2 separate regions of the Cyprinus carpio genome follow, and region 2 is linked to region 1. The links are chromatin contacts, called in public Hi-C maps. All regions are on one chromosome and are shown on one strand. Each heading gives the region's core, a stretch centred on a gene start, on an enhancer-like site or on the middle of the called end of the contact. The rest is flanking DNA. Distances are from core to core; before and after follow the strand shown.

Region 1 (6,073 bases), core at 1,914-4,413:
CTCAAACTGAAATAAAAATACAGCTAAATAGAAATATAAAAAAAATATTAAATTAAAAAATAAAAATAAAGCACATAACAAAATTACTAATGTAAACAAAAAGTAAAATGAAAACTGAATGTATATAAATAAAAGCTAATTCAAAAATGCTAATAATATTATCAGAATATATAAATAATGAAATCACACTGGCTATCCCTTTAAATATTATTAAAAGCCACACAGCTGAAAATGCTAAATTACAGTAAAGGAAAATTCCAAGCAAGTTCATTGAGGAAGAAAAGCATGAATCTATTAAAAACCTCCACAGCTGGTGGAAATAACAGAGCTTTTTAATGTGTCTGTGCAAGTGTGCATTCCTCAGATCAATTGTTTTCACTTCGAAAAAGAACAAAAAACAGCACTTAATGAGTGACTCTCCAGAATTTCACCAATCAGGTGATGGGTGTAGGCACCACATGAGCCAATAACAGAGCACTACAGGCTTCTTTCAAACCAGTGTGATTTATTGCAGGCAGAATTTGTAGACTGAGAAGAAGAAAAAAGACTGAAAACAAACAGATTTTCTTGTGTTAGCTGATTCTCACGTGCATTCAAGGTATAAGGAAACCATGTGAAACAAACATGAATACAAACATTTGAAAACTTGGCACATGTGTTTTAAACAATTTCCTTGTCTTAATCATGGACACTTTTACTATATATGAAAAAAAGTAATCCATTGCTGCTGTCCACATGTTCCTCTGAGGCAATGGAGCATGTACACATTGAGACATATCTTGGGAGACTGCAAAAAACAAGCTCTTCCCTGGAAACAATCAAAGTAGCCCTGCAAGAGTTGATCTCCAGGGCATGATGTGTTTCAGGAAGGAACAAATTACAGCAGTTACAAAGAAGATATGACTTAACTCCTCATGTCACTGTAGCCGCAGGTGAAATAAAGCAGTACATCTGGATTTACTGAACCTACTACACTGAACAACTGCTAATACTACACTGAAAGACCCAACCAGTTAAGGTAACACAAACCATTTGAGGAAAATGATTGCTTTAAACATTCTAGTTAAAAATAATTATTAATTTGAGTCCACAAAAAGGGGAATAATTTAATAAATTAATAAATTAATTTTTAGTAGTATTTAACTAAAATTTACTTGCTTCATTTAGTAATTTTTTCTGTATGGTTTCAGGTAGGAAGCAGACACTATAACTGATTTATGAGACTGAAGATATGAAGCTACTCCATCATGGACTGGAAAAGGCCAATAACCCTGACACTAACTAATCACAGTCAACAGGGCCTCTGCTGACCTCACATGACCTCAGCTGCGCTGCGCAAGAAAATCACATCCTGGATAAGCGAAAACAGAATAACCTCCTGCCCTTTATCACAGAAATAACTCCTGTATATTTAAATACTGTTTATATGCACTGAGTATGAATGAATCTGCTGTGTGTTTGTTTGGCTTCTAACAAGTTACTAGATAAGCACTACAATTACCAAAGTAGAGTTATGACGTATTGGAAAACTGTTGTAGTCCTTATATAGCAACTTAAAAATTCACGCTCAAAATATGACTGTAACTTGAAAGTCTCTTAACATAACATTAAGCATATACATTTTGCATTCTGCTAATTTTATGTAGATTTAAAGTATTTTACTTCATACAATAATACATTTATTTCAGTCCTCTGTTGTGAGATAGTAGTGACTGTTTGTAGTTGTGGTGGGCCTATTTAAGAGAAAATCCAGGGCTGTTTTTTACTCCCAGTCTGTCCCTGAGCACAAACCTTATTTTACTCCCTTGGTCTTTTTTTTTTTTTTACTCCCTAAATCTTAGCAATGCTAAAACACAGAGAATATTCCAGGGGGAATCATGGCTCAAAAAGCAAATTCTCTATAACAGCACATTTAGACAACAATACTTTCAAAAAGTAGGATATGTTATTTAAAGGCATCAGTCTGTTTTGAAAGCCTTTTTTCAGGTGGCATTCCTTGCTAAAAAAAAAAAAAAAAAAAAAGAAATATGTTACACTATTTCTTAATCCCCCTCTGTTCTAGTCTGTAGTAAAATACCATAACATTTACAGTACAGTACCTCAAAGAACATTTCCCCCCAAAATGAAAAACATTTTAAACAGGCATTAAGTTTAGCCAACACATTTATTTCATCGTCAGCAGCAACTTTATACTTGTACATATTGTTTCAATACTTTTTGCATAAGTTCAAAGCGCAGTGTTTGCTTATGGGTTCCTGCTCTTTGTGCGCCTCCCAGCTTGAGGTGGAGACCCACGGGCCACGGCACGCCTCCCTGCCGATTTAAACAACTCACAAACAGCACTCAAGCTGACACTTTATTGAGTGCAGAAGAAAAAGGAGGAGCCCTGGTGTCCGTTTATTCACCCGTCCCACCCTTTCCTTTGACACTGTCTTAGTTTGTTCTCTTTGTAGATACTGTTAGTTAGTGTTTTAATTCACAATCATGTATAGGTATCTGGGGGAGCTCGTCTCGCGCGCAGCCGCTAGCAGCGCACTGGCCTCGGGATGCGTCGACTCCGCTTTGCCTGCTTCCGCGACACTCCTGCGAGTCCGCCGTTACAGCGAAGCCGTGGGAGAGAAAGACGATGACCCTAACTTCTTTAGGATGGTCGAGGGTTTCTTCGACCGCGGAGCTTCTATCGTGGAGGACAAACTCGTGCATGATCTCAAGACGAGAGAAACGCCCGAGCAGAAGCGGCACCGAGTGCGGGGGATCCTCAAGATCATCAAGCCGTGCAACCACGTCCTGTCCGTGTCGTTCCCCATCAAGAGAGACAACGGGGAGTGGGAGATGATCGAGGGCTACCGAGCTCAACACAGCCAGCACAGGACTCCGTGTAAAGGAGGTAAGTTCATGCGTTATTTACACCGGAGTTAATAAGGAAGCAGACCCGCTCTCGAGAGAAAACATGCAAACTGAGACACATAGCACTTACCTGTCGAAGCATCTTCAGATGTTTTGCATTGTGATGGCGTGATTCTGCGTGTGTCCAACACATTAATTTACAGGCATTAGCTTCGTATTTTGACAGAGCGTGATAAATAGGCCTTGCGTGCCATGAACTTGGAAAATATCGTGCGTCGCGGTTGCGCAGCAGCGACACTCCGCGACTGTTTGCGTGCAAGCGTTTCAAGCTGCACAATAATAAAATCCATATGCAGTGTACTGTAGCTGGTAATAAAGCGTTTAACAAATAGGTGTTATATCGGAATAAACTGGTTTCGTTTATTTAGCTGGACTAATGTGTACATTAGGTGAGATGGTCACATAGTTTGACAAGTTTAAGCTGGTTTGAAGACCAGTTGGTTTCTGTTTTTTTTTTTTTGGTACAATATGTTAGCATCATAGACTAGCTAGAATCCATATGCATATTACAAATTACAGCTTGAAATGGGTTTTCCATCATCATAAAACCATCTAAACATTCCATACACAATATGCATTGCATTTAATATTGTATAATATGTAGGAGAGAGGAAAGGCTTATAATTAAAAACACATCCTGCATTGCTTCACCATTTTAGGTTTATATTTGATCATTATTTCAGCAGGAATGCTGCCTGTCCTGTTCATATGTTTATTTTAGTAGGTAGATCTGTTTTCTTTTTGTATCTTAGTCCACACCCATCATATAAATTACAGTTTTACCTTTACAGAAATATTTGTGTACTTTTTGGAAGCTGTGAACTCCTTTATTACCACTGGAATGTGCTTGTGTAAGAGCTGTTTCTATCAAGCATGACCTATTCTGCAGTTGTTTTTCAGGCCATTAGATTTTGCTTCGTCAGGACTGACTGTGCAGTGCGGGAGCTGGAAGCCCCCTCTGCAGTTTCCTCCGATAGAAGCCCCATCCAGTCAGTTTTTTCAGACTATTTCCCCCTTTTTAAAACTAAGATCTTTACTTTCAACTGTAGAATGACCAAATAAAATAACTTGCATCTCATTTACTTTAACCACCATTTTAAGTGGTTTAAATTGCAGATGAGTTAGGATAAACTGATCAATAAAGTTTTGGAAGAGATTTTATACTGTACCCTGCTTGATCTTCTATTGAGTAGATTTAAGAGGAGCTTTCAGTGAGACAGTCACTGAATTGATGGCTAGACTTTAAACTGTTAAGTTTGTACATTAGCTTAGTCACTGATTTTACCTTGAGGTCTAGTAACTGTCCGGATAACAAGATAACATGTTTTTGCACCTTGTATGCTGGGAAGTCTCTTATTAAGCTAATGTAAAAGAGACCTCGTAATCAGTTTACATGGGGGAGGAGCTCACAGTTGGCTTTATTTTTTATTTGTTTTGTTTTTTTTTTAGAAATAAAAAGTTTGTGGCTGTAATTTATGCTATACTGTTTTTTTTTTAATTATATTTCCTTTTATGTGGATATAAGGAAACTAGATAAAGAATAATATGACCTGCAATCCTATTCTGTTATTTGCTTAAACATGCAATAAGTGAAGATTCAGCAAAACATGCATGCAGTATAATAAGTAAAAGAATTCAGACTTTGGACTTCCTGAATATGTGCAGTAAACATGCTAATTCCACAATATGCATACAGAAGAGCTAATGACTTATTAATACTTCTTTTTTATAGGGATAGTTCACCCCAAAATGTTATAGTTTACTCACCCTCAAGCTGTTCCAAACCTGTATAGTTTCTTTCTTCTGTTGAGCAGAAGTCAAGTCACCTTTATTTATATAGTACTTTATACAATACAAAGCAGCTTTAAACGGGACAATAGTGTGTCCATAATGCAAGAGGATGATAGTAAAAACTCAATTTTCAAGTTAAAGTCAGTTCGTCATTGATTCAGTGATGTCATCGTCCAGCTCAGTTCAGTTCAGATAGTATCTGTGCAATCAAGTCGACAATATAGTGTCCCAGCTAAGCAAGCCAAATGCAACAGTGGCAGGGAACCAAAACTCCATTGTTGACAGAAATGGAGAAGAAGAATAAAAAACCCTGACTCAGTCAAGAGCAGTCAAAAGAAGATATTTTGGAGACTGTTAGTAACCAAACAGTTGTGGCAAGCCATTGGATTCCATAGTACTTTTTCCATACTATGGAAGTGAATGCCTAACGTCAACTGTTGAGAATGGGTAATTTTTGTATGAACTATCCTTTTAAATCTGCAGTAATAAAATTATTTGTGATTAGTAGTAATTTGAAATGAATTACTAGCTCATCGTCCATGAATTCAAGACTTTGCCATTGCTGTTCAAAAAGCGCTTTTGAGGCCGATTGAAAACAGATGTTTAGTTTGGGGTAATCACACTGAATTTAACCACACCCAGTTTGGGCCCTGTCTAGGAGAGAGTGAGTCATCACGGTGGTTGGTTTACTGCCTGTCCTGCCACACAAAATTTCCCCTCTAAGAACTGTAGACCTATATTTTTTCCCAAGGCTGTTAGAGCATTTGAATTTTCCAGACCTCCTACTCTTAACAGCACATTGCCCGGTTCATCAATGCTTACAAACAAGGCCCAGCTTTGCAGTGTACAAATACTTGACAGCTTTCATTCTGTTATATATTCTTTTTTCCCAAGAGCTTTAAAACACCCTAAATGTCTTGAATTATATAAGAACTCAAGTAATATAAAAAAGCTTGTCAAAGTGTTGTAAGCTTTAATCGATAGAGAATATCCTGTCTTAGCATCATAAAACAAAGGTTATAATGCATGTGATTTATTTTGATGCTTGTTTAATGACTTGAGTGATCTACAGACATATTTGCATAGACGTACAGTCTGATGGATGAGGACACTGCTTCTGTTTCTCCAGGTATCCGTTACAGCACAGAGGTGTCAGTGGATGAGGTGAAAGCCCTTGCGTCACTAATGACATACAAATGTGCAGTTGTAGGTATGTTCTTGCTTGAGTTTGCTTACTGTATGTGTACATTTGTTTGGTTGTGGTTGTTAGCGTGAACGTTTAATCATTTGCATGAACTGTGTTCTCCACAGATGTGCCTTTTGGAGGAGCTAAAGCAGGGGTGAAAATTAACCCAAAGAATTACTCTGTGAGTGT
Region 2 (6,306 bases), core at 1,634-4,133, 42 kb before region 1:
CCCCCTGGTGAAATTGACACTCGGAAGAATAATAGTAATTATACACATTAGAAAAGGAACAGCTGGCAGAGCAGACACATGCACACACAAAGACAAACTCATTCCTGCTGTAATTGCTCTCAAAATGCAAACAGCTGTTTTGATGACAGATGGTACCTATAGCTCTATGTAATTTGGTCATTTTGACATATTTGAGTAACCAGTTGTTCACTGAAAATAGTTTTAATGGGCTTTCTGAAGATTTGTTTACAAAAAAAGAATCTACAGTTGAGTATTTACCACTAGAGAGCAGTGCTGAGCAATGTGATTGTACTGAGATGCCAGCTCACTGTCTTCTATCTGTTTTGGCTTTGAATGAGCTTCAGATACATTTTCTCTCACAGATGCCATTGATGAATGTAATGTGAATAGTTTTAAATCAGAGAAATTGTTTTGATCAACTGTATGTAGCAAGCAGTCATATAAGGATGAAGTTCCTAACTAAATAAGTTCTCATGACTGCATAAGATCCTTCCGGTGCTGTAACTGACCCTAAATCTCAGGGTCAGATTTGAGTTTAGGCCTATAATCTCTTGCTACTCCTTCCTGTCTGCTGTCAGAATAAATCAGAGTGTAGATCTGAGTCTATGGGATTATTTTTGTGCCAATAAAAATGTATGTATTTTCACTAAACTTATTAAAATAGAAATAGAAACTGTATAAAATGTCTTTAAATTCTTAAAAAAAAAAAAAAAAAAAAAAAAAAAAATTGCAGGCAAAATCTTTGGTTTCATTTAATACACTGCATGTTTTGCTAACTGTTTTCTCCTCTTTCTTTAGCTGATATGTACTTACAAATGCACTTACAGAGTTTTCATTTACGCTTCTAAAATATATTTTACGCTTTTGAAGTTTTCATTTATGCTTATAAAGTTTTCATTTGCCATTCTGGCACAAATCTCTCGTGGGGGCAAGGAGTGATGTGTTCTCATTAGCTACTACTGTAAGTTTTTGATTGACATATTCTTGACCTGGAAATGAAAGCGTCAGTGTGCATGTGGGTCTGTTAGAAGCTCTCTGTTTCATTATAGTAATATAAAATTAGGAGTTTTTTTAAAATCTGTATTTATCTGCTGCTACTACTCTGATGACTTAAGCTTTTAGGAGTGTGATTGATCAAATGCGAAAGAAAGTGAAGGTGTATTGAGGTTTAATTAGAAGTATTATACTGAAAATATTGTATAATGTCCAATGTTCTCAAAGGATATTTGCTTATTTCTTATGATTATTTTCTATTGTAGGGTCTAATTAGATTGTGCTGTTACAATTGAAAGATAATACTATCATATATGTGTGTGTGTGTGTGTGTGTGTTGTTTTCAGACGTCAAGAAAGTCTCACTCCAACAAGGCTATCAAGGCTGACAACCCTTGCCATAATGCATGTTCACTTTCACAATTAATGATCACCTTATTCTAAAGAATTCAAACAATATAAAAATTACATTTTACATGCTATTTTTTTTGCAGGTTCAATGAAAATTTATTTAGTTTAAATTTTTTTTTTTTTTTAATAAATTTCTTGAAAAGTTGCACTCATTTTTAAGGGCACAAAAATAATCTCATACGAGTCTACACTTGCAAATATCATCAGCATTTTTATCTTGTTTTTCAAAAAAAAATTGAAACCTCCTTAAAAACATTGAATTTAAAATGATTGGAATAACTTTGAAGAAAATTAATGAAAAGATAATAAGACTTGCTGTATAAATCTTACATTAATTTCTTTATCACCAGATTGTTTTTTTTTTCTTCTGTATGCAAAATAAATTTAGATTTATGTTGGATTTCTTATTTTTTTTAAATGGAGGGAAAACAGATTGTCAATTTATCTTGATTTAAATATTTTTTTATAGTGCAAATGGTAGAAAATATATGCATTTGACCTTTGAAAACATGGTAAGAGTTGTGTGACAACAGCAGTGTTTTACAGTGTTTTGTAACTTTAAGACTGGAATTTTTAATGTGGCATAAGATTTACAGTAAGGAACATTGTCTGGATGTTTTATCTGAGTTTTACTGTGGTTATTAAGAGGGTCTGAAAGCCGACACTGTCTGCTTTGATACCTGGCTCATCTGCTACATTCCTTCTCCTGCCATGGGGCCAGATAGAACTGGAGCTTTGCCAGGCACGCTCAGTCTCCATGGTAAGAGCAGATTAACTTAGAGAGCAGGGCTGTACAGTATAAGTCCATTATTTTATTTAAAAGGCCACTGATATTGAAGAAGCACACATAATTCTGGCCTTTATTTTTTTTATAGATCTATACATATTAATCATTTTTAATGAGACAAACTTTGTATTCAGAACCATGTTGAGACTGATAGAGTTTAATGGGAGGGACGCAAGTAACAAGGCAAGACAAAGAGAGGAAGAGAGGGTTGGAAAGAGGGGAAAAGGGGGAGTAAACTGTTGTGAAAGGAAATACAGACCATATCCACCAGCGAAAAATAGCTCAGCTGACAAGAGAGGAACACGCATTCACATCCACAAACAGGCAAGCATAAGGCAGGAACAGCCAGCGGAACGAGAAAGAACGAGAGAAAATAAAACAGATGAACAGCTGTATCAAGCCTCTGACTTCGCTATGGGCCCGAGAAGAGCTTGTAAAAGTTTGGAGTAGGATAAAAAAATCAGCAACACGGCAACTAGAGACTTTAATGAGAGTTCAAGGGACTTGCAGAAGGAGAGGGTCAGATTTCTTCTAAAGCCTCCTCAGGCTAGTTCTGGACAAAAGGAGGTTCAGGGAAGGTTAGAGAATGTGGAAGGCTGGATGCTGTGTTTATAAGCGAGCTCCTGTCAGCTGGCTCTGTAAGGTGTGAAGGGGCAGGGCTAAGGTGATGGCTCATTATGTGCTCTGCTGGGGGGGTGGGGCCTTGGAGGATAATTACATGTATGCCCCCCACCCTGCCATATACCGGTGAGTAGAAAAATGTAGACTTCTTTTTAACTTATTGTCTCTATCAGTGTTATTATAGTATCACTGAGCTACTATTATTGTTTTTATTTTTACTTTTTAAGTTTGACTTATTGTGCTTTTGTTATTTTTGTTAGCACTAGTTTTATTAACAATTTATTTTATTATTGTCATTATTAAAATGTTTGTGTAGTGTTTATTTTAGGGCTTTTTTCAGTTTTAGTATTAGTTATCTAATCTCAAGTTGAATACCTAAGCCGCAATTCACAGTTTATCACACTATTAAACACAGTATTCAAGGTTTTTATCCCTCCAATTAAAATTTGTTGTTCAGGGGAATTAAAACATGTATGTTTTAGTCAGTTTAGTTTCAAAAAATATTTCAATAACAAAAACGAGTTAGTTAGTTACCTGATGGTGAATAGATGCTTGCTGAAGAAAAATTGTAACTGTACACTCTTTTAAGCATGGTTTATTATTTCCAGCATTTCAGCCAAACAAGTAGCCTTTGTCAAGGTATGAATTTTTCTCCGTTTAATTTCGTCCTCTAACCTCCTGCATAACAAAAAAGTGTGTGTTTGTTTTGCTACTGTATCAAATAGATCTGGGTGTCAAACTCAGTTTCTGGAGGGCCGGAGCCCTGCATAGTTTAGATTCAACCCTAATTAAACACACCTGATCCAACTAATCAAGTCTTTCAGGCTTATTTGAAAGCTGCATGGTATGTGTGTTGGAGCAGGGTTGGAACAAAACTATGCAGGGCTCCGGCCCTCCAGGAACTGAGTTTGACACCCCTGAAATAGATGCTCGCTAACAGAAATCATGTTAGTTTGAGGATTTAACCATAGTAACATTCAACACAGTAACATGGCATCATAATCTGACAGAGCATTGACAAAACATAAGTACTATCACTTCATTGTTGCTTAAAATATTACAAATATATCACAATTATATTTATCTCGCATTGTGCAAGACCATCCTCAACACATTGTGAAACACATTTCAACAAATTTCTTTAAAAACATCAACTCATTTATTGTCCATTACATGAATATATGGACATATAGTCCATATATTTTTCCATTATGTGTTTTCATAACCAGTCAAGACCTAAAATTCTAGTGCAACTCGATGTCACGTTAATATCATATCCTTGGTATGTGATACTCTAATGCTTATCAAGTCATGCAAAAAATGTTTAAATTATGCAGTCTTTTTCCTCCTTTGGTATGTAAATCTTGTCATCCAACGTTAAAGAGAGGTGTGTTAAAAGTTTTTCACAAAGCACTGGAATGTTGTAAAGCCTCAGCACATGTGAGGTGATTGTTTGCCCATATACCTCCCTGTATTCACCTCACCAATAATAGTGAGTGGGTGTGAACATGTCCACTAAGAAGCATTTATTCATATAATGTAGAAATATGTGCTGGCATTTGTAACAATCATCGTCTTAGATTTTTTCTCCTTTAAGTGCCCTCACCAGACAAGTTATGATTTGTGTGTCATGTTATTGTTATTCAAACACAGGTGTCTAAATATATCAGCTGATGTCTGACATACAAAAAGATTCAGCAAAGGTGTGTCTGTTAGTCACTGTGCATCTTTGTAGAAGCTCTCTTCCACATCCTAGAAGCCGTGGCGGAAATGCTCTCTATATTTCTTCCTGGTTTTCTCTACCATGTTTCTTTCTGTCCATTGTTTGAAGAACAAACAATCTGCCCTCATCCCCTTTCTTCGAGTCTCCTCCCCTGCCTTGTTTGTGAACTATCCGGTTGGAGTAGGTTGGGAATTGAGAACTTCGGAACAAACCAAAGACAGATGACAGGGGTGATCCGCATGTGGCATGAACTTTTTTTGGTTCTCCTACATCTAACAGACTTTGGAATGCGGTGGTTTAAAGGCAGAGTTGGGTCACTGAGGTAGAGTAGATGCTTTTTTAAGCACTTTTTGGGTAGCCTCTCTTGTTTTGGTTTTTCAGACCTTTTGTGTTATTAGAGTTTTACGCTTTAGTTTTTGATTCAGGACTGAATAGAATGTATTTAACACTTTTAATATAAATTAAACTTCTTTCTGTCCTCTCACATGTGAATATCAGCTGAAGACCTTTATGTTTGTGTGTGTATGTTTATGTGAAGCTTTTGTGCTTTTGAATAGTGTACAAAGGGCAAATACACAGGTTTATTATGCACTTGAAATAGTTTGTCAGGTGAACTTTTTTAGTTACTAAACGCTGGTTTCTCTGTGAATGGTGGATTGAGTTGAACTGCTGGAAAAGAATCTGTATAGGTAGATCAAATAGACTCTATTTACATCACACTGCTAGTGCTAAGAATAACAGGTTCAGACGTGAGAGAGAGAAGTTAAACAAATTTAACCTCATGATTTGACTGCTTTAGTGAATAGTCAGTATTAATATGTTCAGTATGCTTATATTGTGTAGTTGTCTATGATTGCTTATTTTAAGCCAAGCATATTTACATATCATATCTGGGTTGCAAATAAAATGTATGCCACTTTTACTTTTCCTTGGTAATGCTATAACTTATATTAAAGTAAATGTGTGTCACCTTTCATGTAGATGTCATACATTTATTTTTCCTCCGTTCCAGAGAGAGGCCATCCCGGCCGGTGTCTGAATCTGATTCAGAGGTGGCTGAACGATTGGCTGTGGGCAGCACTGAAACTCTGGCCAATGGCAACAAAGCTGACCTCCAAGCTGCAAAACGGCTGGCCAAACGTCTGTACAATCTTGATGGATTTAAGAAGTCAGACGTAGCACGTCACCTGAGCAAGAAGTGAGGATCATTTGAACCATTAATAAATACTAAGAAATTATATTTGCATTTATTTTATTTCATTCCTCTTTCTTTGTTTTTTGAGTTTTGTGAAGCAAAGTTCAATTTAAAAATAATAAATACCATGTTTTAAATATAAAGTGTGGATTGTATTTTAAAAATGTACATTTTATAGGTTAAAATTTTATAATAAATATTTATGATTCTTGACTGTTTTTAGGTCATTTATTTGTGAAAATGACCATGTGAACTTCTTTGCATGAAGGGATTGACTTTTTGACCTCTAGTATGAACCCCAAAAACTTGATTTTTTTACGCTTTTGTCTTTTCATGACTTTTGCAGCAATGATTTCAGTCACATGGTGGCGGAGGAGTATCTCAGTCATTTTAACTTCTCAGGGATGATGGTGGATCAGGCGTTAAGGTGAGCTAGCTATTCCTCCCATGTTTAGTTAAGTAAATATTTGCCCTCATTTCACATGTCTAACAGGTTTATTCAAATTCTGTCTGTTTTTCTCGTTGTCTTTTGTCATTCTTGTTTCTTAGAGTGTTT

Evidence for each region. Hi-C and Micro-C count contacts between places; a contact is called where the count stands out from the background.
Region 2: a Hi-C map of liver shows a contact between it and region 1, with 2.4 times the contacts expected there. The contact joins the enhancer-like site here to the promoter of LOC109047026 in region 1. A contact is called at or near these places in 2 of 8 Hi-C or Micro-C datasets (liver and red blood cells).

Annotation. Positions count from the first base shown.
Region 1 is chrB13:15,705,513-15,711,585 of ASM1834038v1, reverse strand. LOC109047026 (nuclear factor NF-kappa-B p100 subunit-like) reads right to left here and starts at 3,163. Exons shown (of 34, transcript XM_042736838.1): 1 at 2,978-3,163. LOC109051632 (glutamate dehydrogenase, mitochondrial-like) reads left to right here and starts at 2,314. Exons shown (of 13, transcript XM_042736835.1): 1 at 2,314-2,887; 2 at 5,828-5,908; 3 at 6,010-6,065. The coding sequence starts at 2,485.
Region 2 is chrB13:15,747,303-15,753,608 of ASM1834038v1, reverse strand. It overlaps LOC109100441, which reads left to right. Exons shown (of 17, transcript XM_042736841.1): 6 at 5,568-5,753; 7 at 6,097-6,177; 8 at 6,300-6,306. Among protein-coding and RNA genes, the nearest start is that of LOC109100441, 15 kb to the left of the region's middle. Within about 2 kb of position 2,883, at least 2 of the 8 cell types and tissues checked have an H3K27ac peak or open chromatin away from gene starts, as enhancers often do.